3 separate regions of the Mus musculus genome follow, and regions 2 and 3 are each linked to region 1. The links are chromatin contacts, called in public promoter capture Hi-C maps. All regions are on one chromosome and are shown on one strand. The core of a region is the stretch at or near the end of the contact, and the rest is flanking DNA. Distances in the headings are between cores, read along the strand shown.

The links. Capture Hi-C pulls out chosen DNA fragments and counts their contacts.
Region 2: a promoter capture Hi-C map of liver shows a contact between it and region 1. The contact joins the promoter of Haus4 here to the promoter of Slc7a8 in region 1. A contact is called at or near these places in 2 of 39 promoter capture datasets (the HPC-7 cell line and pre-B cells) and 3 of 9 other capture datasets (adipose tissue, liver and pancreatic islet).
Region 3: a contact with region 1 is called in a promoter capture Hi-C map of pancreatic islet. The contact joins the promoter of Ajuba here to the promoter of Slc7a8 in region 1. A contact is called at or near these places in 2 of 39 promoter capture datasets (liver and pre-B cells), 2 of 484 Hi-C or Micro-C datasets (erythroblasts and myocytes), 2 of 115 datasets of contacts at active chromatin or transcription factors (both in embryonic stem cells) and 2 of 9 other capture datasets (adipose tissue and pancreatic islet).

The regions. Positions count from the first base shown.
Region 1 is chr14:54,779,809-54,784,958 of GRCm38.p6, reverse strand. It overlaps Slc7a8 (solute carrier family 7 (cationic amino acid transporter, y+ system), member 8), which reads left to right and starts at 3,073. Exons shown (of 11, transcript NM_016972.2): 1 at 3,073-3,779. The coding sequence starts at 3,632. It also overlaps a transcript of Rnf212b not described here.
Region 2 is chr14:54,551,577-54,556,726 of GRCm38.p6, reverse strand. It overlaps Haus4 (HAUS augmin-like complex, subunit 4), which reads left to right and starts at 2,366. Exons shown (of 10, transcript NM_145462.2): 1 at 2,366-2,552; 2 at 4,517-4,590. The coding sequence starts at 4,536.
Region 3 is chr14:54,574,455-54,579,604 of GRCm38.p6, reverse strand. It overlaps Ajuba (ajuba LIM protein), which reads left to right and starts at 1,944. Exons shown (of 8, transcript NM_010590.5): 1 at 1,944-3,373. The coding sequence starts at 2,341.

The sequences.
Region 1 (5,150 bases), core at 1,824-4,323:
TGTTTTTTTTGTTTTTCGAGACAGGGTTTCTCTGTATAGTCCTGGCTGTCCTGGAACTCACTTTGTAGACCAGGCTGGCCTCAAACTCAGAAATCCACCTGTCTCTGCCTCCCAAGTGCTGGGATTAAAGGCATGCGTGTTTTAAGTTAAAAAAAAGTTACAACATTAACTCAAAACACACCAGGCCCTGAGGCTAAATGATCCTGAGGCTAGCCTGGGCTACAGAATGTGACCCATTTCAAATCACCAGCAACAAACAGAAGACCTTGATCATGGTTTCTCTTGGTTTCTCTCCCGGTGAAAGAGGTTATTGACAAGTAGTTACAGTGTCTTGAGAAAGCTTGGTGTGAACCAGTAACAACCTGCTTTGCCCAGGACCAAATCCAGTGTTTGACCTCTAGGAAGACACTTCTTTAAGTCTTAGCCTAATATTTTAAAATACTGAAAATACAAGCTATGGGGAGGGGTTAGCTCAGTGGACGAGCCATGACTGTCAAGGCTCTACATTTCAAATCAGCAACTTAAAAATAAAAAATAAATATTCAAGAATAACTGGGTCTACCTGGGCTTGGTGGCACATTCCCTTAACCCCAGCAGAGCTCTGTGAGTATCTGGCTAACTTGGTCTACATGACCAGTCCCAGGCCAGCCAGGGTTACTTAGGGAGACCCTGTCTAAAACAAACACAAACACAACAAAAATTGGCTTTGTTAGCCAGACTTGGGGCTGTGCACCTTGAATCTCAGCACTTGGGAGGCAGAGGTGGGCAGATCACTCTGAGTTCAAGGCCAGCCTTATCTATATAGTGAGGTGAAGGCCAGACCCTGGCTCAAAACTGATGGAGAGGGGGAAATGAGACATTGTTCAGGAAAGTTGTACAGCAGTGTTTAAACTCAAAAAGGAAAGTTAGAACACAAAGATGGATGAGGACCAGATCTGCGAATTGAGTAACCAAAATATAAGGAATGTCCATTAATTTTTTTCACAAATTTTTCTCGACGAATTACACTGAGACATCTTTCTTTCTTGTGACCAATACTAGCTGTATGGATTTTTGAGGCACGCAGCATTTATGCCATGATAACGTCACCAGCCTAGAGACATAGTAAGAATGAAAGGCCCCTGTGAAGAGGGAGATCCATTTTCTAGATTTCATATCTCACCATCAATAAGCAGCTGCAAACCACTCATAAATCCCAAATACTAAAGAAACAAAAATATCAGTTTTTAACAAGCCTCCCTTTCCCGTTCGGTGCCACACTGAACCCACCCACCCCCAAATCTGTTTGGTTCGAGATTTATAGAACTTGTAATTGTCTTTATTTTCCAACTTCTCAGATCTGGAGGCTTGCACATTACTCTGTGTTTGCACACCTTTCTGGAGAGATTCCCAAATCCATCACACACTAAGCCTGCGCCATCTAAATGGAAACGACAAAGTATCACTGAAAGAACTCACATTTGAGAAGCAGAAAGGTTTTATCCCTTGATGTTGCGATCTGGGCAGAAGTCTTCAAATTGGATTTGCTTAATAATGAAACCATCAAATGTCCCCGTGTGCTTCCTAAGCTTGTTTAAAAAAAGACCAGAGACAATTCACTTTCCTCCATGTCCCCTCACTTCCTCCCTGGGAGTCTTGTGCTATCTAGCCCAACCTTGTCTGTTTTCTCTGTTGAAAATGATTTACACGATCCCCCACTCTCTTCTCTTTTTGCTGAGGCTTTCAATCTGCTGTATCTTAGAGCAGCAAAAGGAGAAGGAGTTGAGATCTCAACCTTTGAAACCTCTTGATACTTGCTGAGTAGGGTGAGCAAGGGGCAGGCGGGAAGGGAGACCGTTCATTGTCTGGACTTTACCCTATCCGGAAGAGCCGTTCTAGATAGCTTAGCCAACCCCATTCCTAAAGGGCTTAACTTTTTTATTTTCTTGAAAAGTCCAAGTTTTTTAGTGTTTTTCTTAAAAAAATGAGTGAAGCCAAATTTGCGTAATTAGTGGTCAGATTGGGGAATTTAGTTTGTCTTATTGAGACAGAATTTCACTTTGGACCTCTGGCTAGCCTTAAACTCAAGGAGATCTGCCTGCCTCTGCATCCCAAGTGCTCGGATTAAAGATGTGTGTGCCACCAGGCCCTTTGGAATTTTATTTTTTAGACTCATTTTAAAATCAAATCATTTTGTATAGACTATGTAAAAAAAAACTTTAGTTTTTCAGCATGGTCTATAATATTGTTTCATGGTTGTTTTGTTGTTGTTGTTTTCTTCAAAGCACTTTACAGTTAGAAATAGACACAGTTCTTGAGGTGGAGCAACTGTTTTGAATTACATTCTTCAAGGAAATGGGGGTGCAATGTTAATATTCTTAACCATTACCATTCTTAGCATCAACACGTCTGTTTCATGATCGGTGAGGGGCTCACGACCTCCTGTCTGAAGTTCAAATAATTTGTGATAAAATATTAGGGGTCATGGGGCAGGCCAGAATCCTCCTTATCCTGCTTCGGAAAAACGTTGCAACTACCCCATATTCTTCATAATTTTATTTAGCTTTCATGACAGTCCCTAAAAGAAACTCTTCAGCTTAAAGTTCTTCCACATTGCCCCCCCCCACACACACCAAAACCACCCCCTATTTCATGAAACAGCTTGATGGCAATATCTCTGCAGCTTTCTCGACCTTGTCCTCAAATGATCCACACCTAAACATCTTAGTACACTGGCCAGTGTGTTTCTGAAGGCATTAGAAGCCCGCAGAACCGTGTGCCCTTATAGAGTTCACAAATGCTGTGCGACCTGAGATGAAGCCTTGGCTAGTGACTTCCCCCTGCGGCCCACCCTTCCCTTGCTCCCACTATGAAAAGAAAAGAAAATGTTTTAAGCCCCTTCCTCCGTGATCTTTGGGGGTAGGGGGTACTAATAATTAAATAGAAGAAGAGGGAGGAGATGCGGCTTAAGGATGGAGGAGGTGGGGGGCGGAGCCTCGGTCCGCAAATAAACGCCGCAGCCGAAAGGGAAGCACATTCGCGAGCGCAGCAGCCACCCTGCCCTCACAGATGGAGCGATCTGCGGAGTGAGCACGGAGCTCGGAGCCGACAAGGGCGAGAAGGAAGGGGCGACCGCAGCAGGTGGAAACCTGATCCAGAGCCGGCGAGCAAGAAAGTACCTGAGCACGGCTCCTCCTCCGCTCCCTCAGCTAAGAAGAACTACTTTTACCCTCATCGTAGAAGAGACTTAAGGGAAGGTGGAGGCGATCTGTTTCATTAGGAGGGCTGCAGGGAAATCCTGACCAGAGCAAGCCGCCGCCCGGTACACCGAGCAGAGCGATCCTGGGCTTCTGAAGATAAACGCTTTCCGGAGAATTCCAGCTGGAGTCGCTGGTACAGTTCTATTTTTGTATTTATATATATATATATTCTTTGCCTTCCATTTAAAAACACGGCCCTTGTTTGTTAGGCAGTGACACGTGTGACTCTCATTTGCTGTCACTTTTAGAGGGTAGGAGCGCACTCTGTTTTCGGAAAAGGGCGTTCTAATTGGAAACTCTGTTTTTCCACATATCTATACGTTTACACGCACGAGCGTTTAGAAAAAGACTGCTCTTTTTCGCTTTGGGTGGTCGGAACCCTACGGAGAAAGATGGAAAAGGGAGCCCGCCAGCGAAACAACACCGCGAAGAACCACCCGGGTTCTGACACCAGCCCTGAGGCCGAGGCTAGCTCGGGAGGGGGCGGAGTAGCCCTGAAGAAAGAGATCGGATTGGTCAGCGCCTGTGGTATCATTGTAGGTGAGTCCAGGTCCTTTGCGGCCCCCGGCGCCATCCCACCCTCTCTCCGGGGGTCCTTCGAGGGACTTTAACCCCGCCAAAGCCTCAAAGGCAGCTTTGCTTTGTCTGTGACTTGTGTTGTCCAACTGCACCGGTCAAGTCGGAGCTATGGAAGTGATGTCTGTCATACATCGCTTCAGCCAAGCCAGGCTGAGCTGTTCTCTCCTTAGAATAGAACAAACAAGAGTCAGGAACCATACAGGCTCTGCGTCCCAAGTATTGCCTGGGAATTTATTAGAAGTGTAACAAATTCTTTCCGGCTTGTCACTAGGCAGTTCTGATCCAGGAGAGCCTAATTCGGGCTGACACATGGATTTTTAACTAGCTTCTGTGCAGCCACCCTCTGCAGGCTGTGAATCTGTGTTTGAAGCATATTTAGTATTATGTTGTCTTATGTTATGAAGCACTGTGGTGTGTAATGCCTCGAATAGTAAAAAAACAGTAATAAAAATGCTTTATAATCATGGTTCTTCATAGGCTGGCCCATCCTATGAAGCACTTGTGAAACAGATGTGACAGCCGAGCTGTCTCAGATGAGGAAAATATGGAAGGGAGAACCAGCTGACTTGACTGTGTTCTTGAAATGGAGTTTTCCAGGTTTTTTTGTTTTTGTTTTTTTGTTTTTTGTTTTTTTCTGGTTACCTAGTTGGGGGCGCCTGTCTGTTAACACCCACAGAAGACCCTGTGAGGTTCTTAGCGGGAACTGGGAGGTGGTAGATTGTGGGGTACAGGAGGAATTCATGGGTGAAATGTGTGCTCTGGCTTGGAAGCTCTTTAGGAGAGGAGCTGGGTGATCCAGAGAGAACCAGTATAGGTCTCGCTTCCCAAGAGCACATGTGCAAGGCTCGGGCTTCCAGAGACAACTCCCTTGCCTACGTAGGACACTCTTGTCTTTGCAAGGAAGCCCTGCAAATGGGTGCTGGGCTGTGGCTCATCACTGCCCTCTCTCCCAAAGGGGGCTTTGGTCTGCTATCTTTGGTGGAGGGCTTTGTCCCAGGGAAAGTACGACAAGACTCTCAGTCTCAGACGCGTCTCCGTGTTCTCTCTCTCCGGAGTTCCTTGGTGAAGGTATACTGTTTCTTGCTGCCCATAAACTAGTTTCTGTTGGTGTAACAGTGTTCCGTGAACAGCTCAGGGACATTTGGCACCAGAGAAAGAGTGACACTGGAGAACATCCTTGAAGTCAAATAAAATCAGTACAGCATTCAGATAATCCTCTTCACCTCTCCACCCCGACTTCAGTGACCATGTTCTTTCCAACCCCTTTTCAAAATGGAATGTTATCTAATTACTCCAAATCCTTACAGTTATAAAGAAACAATGCTCTGAGGG
Region 2 (5,150 bases), core at 1,117-3,616, 230 kb after region 1:
TTTCTTCTCATGTGTGTCTCCTCAACAGAGTGTGAATTTCCTCGGGATAGGAATTAGGTCACATTCATCTCTGTGTCTCCCCAGGCACTTAATAAAACACCTCACTTTCATAGTCTTTCCAAGGCGCTTTCTCAGCCGTTATCTCATTTGATCGTTATGCCAATGCTAAGAGATTGGAGTAACAAGAAATATGTTGTCTCCCCCCCCACACCTCCCACAGGAAGGAGAGCTGTAGCCCAAGGTCTCATGGCTTGGAAGGGACAAAGAGGGAAGAGATAATTGCACACGGAGCTCTGTCCGCAAGGTGTCTGTCCACTGCTATCTTCCCCATCTTCCTCTGGAAGGCAGCCTTCTGAGCCTTCCCTGCTCAGGGCCTCGCGTGCTTTCGAGCCTCTTAGCCAGAGCTTTGTAGTTCAGTATTTAAGAACCTGAAGACTTGGGAGATGAAATTTCAGTAAATCTCTGATCAGCTGAAAATCACCAAAGCATGCTTGCTATTTTGTTCTGAGCACGGTTCGTGCGTAAGCCTGGCATTTAATGAGGCTGCATTGAAGAATTGAGGAAGCATAAGTGATTTTTAAAAGCTTTGAAAAGTGACTGCACTCTAGCATTAAACATGGAACATGGCAGCTGATGCCCTGACCAAGGGCATAAAAGCTTTCTGCCCTAGAATCATTTCTCTGTGTATTCAAATACAAGTCTCCTCCTCCTCCTTCCTTTTCTTTTTTCTTTCTTTCTTTCTTTTTTTTTTTCTTTCTCTCTTCTCCTTCTCCTTCTTCTCCTCCTCCTCCTCTTCCTCCTTTCTCTTCTCTTCTCTCTCTCTCTCTCTCTCTCTCTCTCTCTCTCTCTCTCTCTCTCTCTCACTGATCTTTCTATACAACCCTGGCCTTCCTGGAACACTCTGTGTAGATCAGGCTGTCCTCATCTGCTTACCCCCTACCTCCCAATCACTGGGGTTAAAGGCATGAGCCACTACCCTTGGCCCTAGAATGTTCTAAAGCTGTGACCCTTTAATACAGATTCTCATGTTGTGGTGACCCCCAACCATAAATGATTTCCATTACTTACTTCATAACTGTAATTTTGCTGTTACGAATTGTAAACACCTGTGTTCTCCAGTGGCCTTAGGTGACCCCTGTAGGGTCGTTCAACCAACCAAAGGGGTCTCGACCACAGGTTGAGAACTGCTGTTCTAAGGAAAAGCCAAACAGCTCCATTTCCTAGCACTTTTGCTCCATCCTATCAGTTTGTTCTCTGATGCAAGCGATCTAATCACTGGGCTAGGGAGATGGCTCAACCATCCCTCTTCAAGTAAACCTGGGTTGGATTCTCCACACTTATATGGTGGTAACTGTAACCGGTTCCAGAGGATCCCACAGCAGTAAGCATACAAGTGGTTCACAGACATATGTGCCAGTCAAACACCCACACACGTAAACAACAGTAAAATAAATAAAAACGTATAAAGAGCTCTAATAACCTTGAAGCAGTTTATTTAAGACTTTTATTTTTTTAGATGGGCAACTTCAGCATAGTGCCCGGGCCTAGCTTTGAACTCTCGATCTTCCTAACTCAACCTCCTGAGTAGGTGTGGTGAAGGATTAACAGTACAGCTAAACATCTTATTTTCCAAAAGAAGTCACTTCCTGATTGGGTACCCTTAGTTTTACAAAACCAGTGTAGGCATAAGTAGGAGTGAAGGAAGGATGATGGGAAATAAGGGATGTGGGAATGGGGCAGGGCAGTTAACGCGGCTCAATGGGTAAAGGAGCTTGCTACCAAGCCTATGATGTCTCACTCCCAGAATGTCTTCTGACCTCCACAGCACACGTAGGACACACAGTAAATAAAACGTGACTTTAAAAAAAAACAGAGGGAGCGCGGAGGAGGCGAGGTAGGTTAAGAAATTCAAGAGGTGAGGCTGGAGCAACGTAGTAAAAGGATCTGAGTTCAAGTCCCAGAACCCAAAATCTGGCAGCTCACAAGCACCTGTAACATCGGCTCAAAGGGCTCTGGCTCCCTCTTCCGGCCTCCGTGGACACCGCCCACATATGGCGCATGCGCTCGCCCACATCGATAAATAAAAACAAACCAGTGGGGGTGTAGTGGCGTGCACCTTTCCTCTCATCAATCGGGAGGCCGAGACAGGACGATCTCTGATACCAACAACACATTGGCTCGACCTCCGAGCACCACAGTGGCAGGCCTAAGCTTCCGAGCTGGGCCGCCACCTCTATATAACCTTCCGTGCCTAGTCTTCCCCTTTGTTAAATGGGTGAAGTTCCGACTTCCAGGATCCGAGCCGCTACCGCGACAGTTGCGCTGAGCGCGCGCTCCCGGGGCGGGGCTGCGCCAGGCGGGAACGGAGGCCCCGCCCCGTCCTGTGCCCGGCTGATTTAAGACCCAGTTGTTTCTACGCTGGCGGCAGCGCCTTTCCCGGGCAGGCCCCGGCCTTAGCGCTCCGGCGGCGAGCCGTGCAGGTTAGCGCTCGACGACCGCGAGCTTGCGGCGAGGCCGCGCTCGCCCTTTAGGACTCCTTGGCGACCCAGACGGTAGGTCGGCGCCGGAGAGCGCGTCTGCATCTTGATTATCTCCGGCCTTGTAAGGGTCACCTCTTGTGAAAACAGTCAGGACGATCAATCTGCGTCCAGCACAGCGTGCAGGGGAACGGCTGGAGGGCTCGAAGCACGCCTGCGTCAGAGTTCGGCGCTCTGCGCTCCTGCGCGTGGGACCCCGGCTGCCTGCGCAGGGTGGGGGTGAAGCCTAAGGTCACGTCCTGTGGGCGGCTCCGCTGAGGACCCCTGGGCGGTTGAAACCCTCGTGGCTGGGTGCCTAACTGGCCTGCAAAACTTTATTTGTAGGTGTAGTTCAACAACATTCTGAGTTGGTAAAACGGAACTTACTGGTAAAACATAACTAAATAGCTTTTGTTGACAAGTCGATTGTTATTAATTCTTGATGCTTCATGCAAGGCAAGAACCGTTATCGCGGCTTTGCAGGTGGAACACTGTTGGCACCTGAAAAAGGAGCATTTCACATAAACTCACACAGAAAACATGGGGGGCGGGGCGGAGCCACAAATTAATGTCTCGAATTGCGCCTCCTCAGCTGATTCCTCTAGACCACGCTACAAAACAAACGGCTAGTTGCTTTCATGTGACTCATAAAAGGAGCGAATAAACCAATGTTCTGTGGACGTGAAGCGTTAAGTACTAATAAGCTTCAGACTCGGGGCTGCCTCGGGCTCAGCTGCCATTTGGAGGAGTGGGTAAAGCAATAAGGGAAAGAATGGGCAGGCAATGTTTGTGTTGCTGTTGAGTTTCTCATTGCTCTCTGTTGATGACATTCTTTTCAAGGTGCTCCAGGTTCTGGCAAAACACCTATCTGTATAGCTATGTCCCCACACTAACCACTGCAGTGCATTGTTACTGGAAAAGCTGTTGTAGTTCAAGTGTCTGTCGCTCTTGCTCCCAGACAGATAGCTCTTTCATGAGATGACACTGACAGAGAAGCACCAGAAAGAAACTGTGATATTCCACAGTTGAGCTATAAAGGGGGCAAAAGGTATACTGGGACCCACACCCCTTAGTTTACTGGGAACACGACAGACAGCAACAGTTTGTAGCTCCAGCAAAATGGTAACGGTAGGAAGACGCCTTCCATTAGAACTTAGTGGATTTGGGTGGTGTACTGGCTGGTTTTGTGTCAACCTGACAGCTGGAGTTATCACAGAGAAAGGAGCTTCAGTTGAGGAAATGCCTCTATGAGATCCAACTGCAAGGCATTTTCTCAATTAGTGATCAAGGGGGAAAGGCCCCTTGTGGGTGGGACCATCTCTGGGCTGGTAATCTTGATTCTATAAGAGAGCAGGCTGAGCAAGCCAGGGAAAGCAAGCCAGTAAAGAACATCCCTCCATGGCCTCTGCATCAGCTTTCTGACCTGCTTGAGTTCCAGTCCTGACTTCCTTTAGTGATGAACAGCAGTTTGGAAGTGTAAGCTGAATAAACCCTTTCCTCCCCAACTTGCTGCTTGAGTTCCAGTCCTGACTTCCTTTAGTGATGAACAGCAATGTGGAAGTGTAAGCTGAATAAACCCTTTCCTCCACAACTTGCTTCTTGGTCATGATGTTTGCGCAGGAATAGAAACCCTAAGACAGGCGGGTAGGGGTGAAGTAGGAGTGGTTCTGTTTAGAGTCATACTTTGGACAGCTTGGGAGAGATTTTGTTCTTGGAATGGAAGGTATTCTGGTATTTATTTGTAAGTTTTCCATAAAATGCTAAAGAATTTGGGGACCCTGATGTCTGATATAGCCCTGCTCTATAAGAAACATCTCTGAGCCAGATGTGATGGCATGAACTTTTAATCCTGGCACCCAGGAGGAAGAGGGTCAAGGTTCTAGGCTTGACTCTGGCACAGAATTTGAGCCCAGAGTTGGCTTGTGAGACTGCCTAAGGTAGCTTGAGCAGCAGCCAGGGGTTTGTTCAACTTGCATTTTCTCCCATTTGTTTCCATACAGATAATACCAAGAAAACGAGATGGCGTCTGGAGATTTCTGTGCACCTGGAGAAGGTGTAGAAATGCTGCTGCAAGGTAAGGGGAGTGTCCTGGTTAGGGTCTCATTGCTGTGAAGAGACACCATGACCAAGGCAACTCTTATAAAGAAAAACATTTAACCGGAGTGGCTTACAGTTTCAGTCCATTATCATCATGGTGGGAAGCATGGCAGCATGCAGGCAGACATGGGGCGGGAGTTGGGAGTTGCTCAGAGTTCTACCTCTTGATCTGCAGGCGGCAGCAGGAGACTGTGTCTCACACTGGACATAGCTTGAGTATATATAAGACCTCAAAGTCCGCCTCCACAGTGACACACTTCCGTAAGGCCACACCTCCTAATGGTGCCACTCCCTATGGCCAAGCATTCAAACACATGAGCCTATGGGGGCCATACCTATTCACCCCCACCACCTGCAAAAAAAAAAAAAAAGGCCTGGTGACTTTCCCAGAGGTCTCGTCCAGATCCTTGCTTCCTGAGATGACAGAGGTTCACAAGGCCCACTAGAACGGTTTCACTCACAGCACCCGGTTCTGAGGAAAGTAGAATCTAGGAGTTTTTGGGGCACTCTAATAAGAAGCAGGTTGGACCAACTCTT
Region 3 (5,150 bases), core at 695-3,194, 200 kb after region 1:
CATACCATTCTAGGATAACACAGAGAGACCCCATCTCAAAAAACTAAATAACAGGGTCACTTTCCTCTTCACCCCCAAAGTCAAAACTTCTAAATATTAGAGGTGTGCTGAGACCTCAGACATCCCTGGAAGACCCTCAATCATCCTTGCATCAGGGGGTAGGGGTGGGGGTTGGGCAGGACCCTCATGCTAGTTGTGAAAAAGCTGCCCACAATGGGTTGCAACCTGACAGGTTACTTCGTTACTGATGTTTTTAGCCTCAGAGGAAAATTTAGAGATCAGAGAAAAGCTGTAGTCTTGACCAGGGACAGACTGGCTATCTAGAGAAATCAATTCTGAGTTAAAATACAACTTAGACAAAGAGGTCAGTTTCCTTGTCCTTTTGGTGTGGTTTGGGGACGCCCCGTAGCCCTGACTGACACTGAACTCACAGATCATCTTGCCTGTGCCTCCCTGAGTGCCTGGGTTAATTGCAGTGTCAGAATCCCTGGCCTTTTTGTTTTGAGAGAAAGGTTTATGTAGCACAGGCTGTCCTAGAACTCACTACATAACCCAGACCGACCTCAAACCATCTGTTCTCCTGGCTTCAGACTTCTCAGTGCTGTGAATAGGTACGCAATGCCTGCCTTCTCCTCCCCACTCCCTAGGGATATAAAATTATAAAAGATTCTCAAAATATACAAATGAAAATAATATGCATGAGTTGTGTGCGTGTCATTTTCATAGACCCTAAATACAAAAAGGAAGCCAGATGTGGTGGCCCAGACCTTTAATTCCAGCACGTGAGAGGCAGAGGCAGGCAGGTCTCTGAGTTATAGGCCAGTCTGGTCTACAGAGTGAGTTCCAGGACAGCCAGGACTACCCAGAGGAACCCCACCCCCACCCCCACCCCCACCCCGTTTGGGGGTGGGTGGAAAGAAAGTAATTTCCCACCATTTCCTATCTCTCACCATCTGAGGTGTTATTTTTGGATAGAAAACAAAAGCTGCCTGGTTCTGGTTTTAGTCAAGCGTGTCTTTCCTTGATCATTGGTCATTATTACGTCTTACCCCTTTCCACCCTCAACATTTATCTAGTCCACTCCCCTTAAGAATGGCTGTCCACTCTGCCATCAGCCTCTTATGAGGAAGCCATGAGAGGGTCGGAGTTGGGAGAGTGTAACCTTGCCTGAAAAAATCACACTTTTTGATCTCTAGCCACCTAAAATGCTCGCTAAAAGTTTCACTTCTCAACACCAGGGGGTGTCTCTTCCCGTGTCTCGCTCTATTGCCCTTAGGGTTGCCTTAGTCCAAAACCTTTCTCCGTGTTTTTATGTACACACTAAATCTTCCTCTTGTCCCTCTAGCGACAGGGATCAGCCTGTTATTTTCCTCGCTTCTTTTCATATAAGCACATAAACCTCGTATCCTCCCACTCCACCATCAGAGAATCATGGGGCTAGAAAGTGCTTTTTTTATTGCAGCTTATCTGTTTGTCTCTCAAGTCTCCGGACCAACTTGTCCTTTCCCTGCTTTATGCATTCGTTGGTCTTGCAGCTCCCACACTTCTTGCCTGCGCCTCCTTGCCTCTCAGAGCTATCTTTACACACGGGTCTCTGGACCTCCTACATATCCACCTTTCATCTTCCTCTTACGGTTGGCCCCCTGTCTTATCACTTCTGTGACATCTCTCACCGTCTCCCCCGCAGTCCTCACTCTAGGAACAGTATCACGATATTTCTGTAGAACAAGCCCTTTTCTTCCCAACGTTGATGGATACATTCCACAGTGCCCCTCCGCGCATTCCAACTGTAAACAAAGAGTTCCTTTTCACTCCCCCTCCCCCAGTCTAAACTCTTGAATTTTGTGGACGCAGCTGCCCAATCTGCCCCTTGACCTTTTACGTCCTGTCTGCAGCTCTCCACCTCGGAGGCAGCTTCCACAGTTCCCTGCTTGTGATGCCCAGGAAATCCTTGCGCGGACACCTCAACCCGGGGTGCACACCGCGCTCCGCCCTTCCCGGAAAGTAGATCCGGCCAGGCAGACAAAAGTTTGGAGAAGTTGGGTCCGTGCAAGTGAGAGCCAGGGGGGCGGGCCGGGCCGGCGGGCGGTGGCGCGAGCGGACGCGTGGACAGACCTGCGGAGGACAGCCGCTACCGTGGGCCCTGCCAGCCGCGCGCGGACCCTCTCGCTGGGGCATGCTTCGGGATCGCGGGCACCCGGCACCTGGGCCGCTCGCTGAGCCCCCGTGAGTGACTTGCATCCCAGGAATCCGAGCCCCGGGGAACTCGAGCCCGGCCTCTGGCCGAAACACTGCAGCGTGCCGGGCGAGGAGGGGGCTGCAGGCCCCAGATCCGTGGGCATGGAACGGTTAGGGGAGAAAGCCAGTCGTCTGCTAGAAAAGTTGAGACTCTCGGACTCCGGCAGCGCCAAGTTCGGCCGCAGAAAGGGCGAAGCGAGCCGGTCTGGGTCTGATGGGACCCCCGGAGCAGGCAAGGGACGCTTAAGCGGGTTGGGGGGACCTAGGAAGTCAGGACACCGTGGAGCGAATGGGGGGCCTGGAGATGAACCTTTGGAACCGGCCAGGGAGCAAGGGCCCCTGGACGCCGAGCGGAACGCACGCGGCTCCTTTGAAGCGCAGCGCTTCGAAGGGTCCTTTCCCGGGGGGCCGCCGCCCACTCGAGCCCTGCCTCTGCCTCTGTCGTCGCCTCCTGATTTTCGGCTGGAGACCACGGCTCCAGCCCTTAGCCCTCGCTCCAGCTTCGCCAGTAGCTCGGCCAGCGATGCGAGCAAGCCATCTAGCCCCCGGGGCAGCCTGCTGCTGGACGGAGCCGGGGCCAGCGGAGCCGGAGGTAGCCGGCCGTGCAGCAATCGGACCAGCGGCATCAGCATGGGCTACGACCAGCGCCACGGGAGCCCGCTGCCCGCGGGGCCGTGCCTATTCGGCCTCCCGCTGACCACTGCTCCTGCGGGCTACCCTGGAGGGGCTCCGTCCGCCTACCCGGAGCTCCACGCTGCCCTGGACCGACTATGTGCCCATCGGTCCGTGGGATTCGGCTGCCAGGAGAGCCGTCACTCGTACCCCCCGGCCCTGGGCAGCCCCGGAGCTCTAACCGGAGCCGTGGTGGGAACAGCGGGTCCTTTGGAGAGACGTGGGGCGCAACCCGGACGACACTCGGTTACAGGCTACGGGGACTGCGCCGCGGGGGCCCGTTACCAGGACGAGCTAACAGCATTGCTGCGTTTGACCGTGGCTACCGGTGGGCGAGAAGCGGGTGCTCGCGGGGAACCCTCGGGGATTGAGCCGTCGGGTCTGGAGGAGTCTCCTGGTCCCTTCGTTCCAGAGGCCTCCCGATCACGGATACGGGAGCCAGAGGCCAGAGAAGATTACTTTGGTAAGTAGGAAAGAAGAAGCTAGGGAACCGAGAGACCGGTCAATGTGTGCGGTTACCCATCGCCCCGACAGCACAAATTGCTGGGGCCGGGAGTTGCAGGTGGAGACCCCAGATTTTTCTAATATGGAAAAGGGCGGACCCTAGAGCACTTGCTCAGTCCAGCCAGGTTTCTAATGGAACCAGGCTGATGATCCCTGACAAATTCAACTCTTGATTTTTCTCGGGAGTCCCATTTTTCTCAAGCATCGTGGCACGACGGCCTGTCGCAGTAGGAGGCCTCGGAAGGAGGAGGAGGCGCTGCGGGGCCAGGAGAGCATCCTCTCGCGCCCCCCTCGCGGCTGGGCTCCTGCAAGCTCCGGCGTGCCGCGCCCCCACCCGCTCCTTGCTCCACCCGTAGGAATTCGGGGAATGCGCGGGGGGCGGGGCGGGCGGCCGCGTGCGTGCCGACTCCTGCCCTGGCGCTCCAGGTGCCGTGGGCGACGCCCGCCAGGCGGAGGGGTGGGGAGCGTGTGCTTGCGTTGGGGGATGTTTGCTAGCTCCCGCGCAGTCTTGCCTGCTGTCGGGGAAATGGAGCCTGATAGGGAAGCCTGATAGGAAAGCAAGGATTCAAGTCCTGCCCGGTCCCGCCCCAGTCCTGATGGTGAGGTGTGTGCTGGTGGCCTTTTAAAATAGGCCAGTACCTATCCGCCTGTTTTCACCAGTTTCCGGAAATCAGGGCAAAACCAGTGACCCCGCTTGAGACCATTACACCTATTCCGTATGACTACCAAGTTTTACCTGTCTGAGTCCCTCCATAACTTGACCAGCATCCAGAAGGAAGTAGCCCTGCCTCCCTGCTCCTGTTGAGGAAACCTGGCCATGGTCTCTCTCCAATACTCGAAATTTTAAAGAAGTGTCGATCGCTTGTTAGAGCTGGGCGGTGGGGTGTTATCAAAACTCACAGACATTACTTAATTATAAAAAGTAGTCAGGATTTAAATGTGTACTCCCACTCGCCCCTGGACTCTGGGGGGTCTCCAGTTTTCCAAGTAACCTCGATTTTTTTCCCCTAGCATTCAAGTTCCTTTGCCCCTCCCCCCACGGCTAGTCGTCCCCCCTCCCCCCCAGAGAAGGATAACTGGAAGTTCAAAGGTAGCAGCAGAACCTTAGTAGGCTAGAATTCAATACACACACACCTTTTTTTTCACCTTCTAGGGAAGGGGGGACGCAGGGCAGACGATATAAATCACTTTGATCAAGGGAGACAGTAGCAGGGCCCATTTAGGAATTTCCTTTTGAGGCCCAAGAGTGAGCTGGGAAAAGAAGCCTCACTGGCTAAGCCATCAGAGCCCAAAGTAAGAAAGGCTCAGAAAGTGCTGTAAAGTGGCAGGAAGAAGCTAGGTGTGGATGCTCTGTGAGTGGAGGTGAGGCAGACGTGCCTGAGCATCGTCCTCTTTCCACAGTATCTGTGGCTTCCCACAGAAAGGCTCTGCCAGGACCCCCTGGCATGGCAGTCTTGGGCAAATTTCCCTGATCCTGAGAGAGAACACACACCTTTTGAACTCAGAAATGAGGCCAGGTTGCCTCCTTTGATAGCCCCTTACAAGCAGCTCTGTGTCCTAGTGCTAGCCTGATGCTAACCCTTTTCCTGCTGCCTCTGGTTAGGGGCCCTCTTCCTTGGCTTCGGCTCTGCCCAGCTGCCAGAGGGTGGGAGCAGAACAGGCCTGGGCCCATCAGTTGCTGCAGCTGCTGCACCAGCTCCCAGAGCCCCTGGGCAAAGACTGGGATGGGCCCCAAC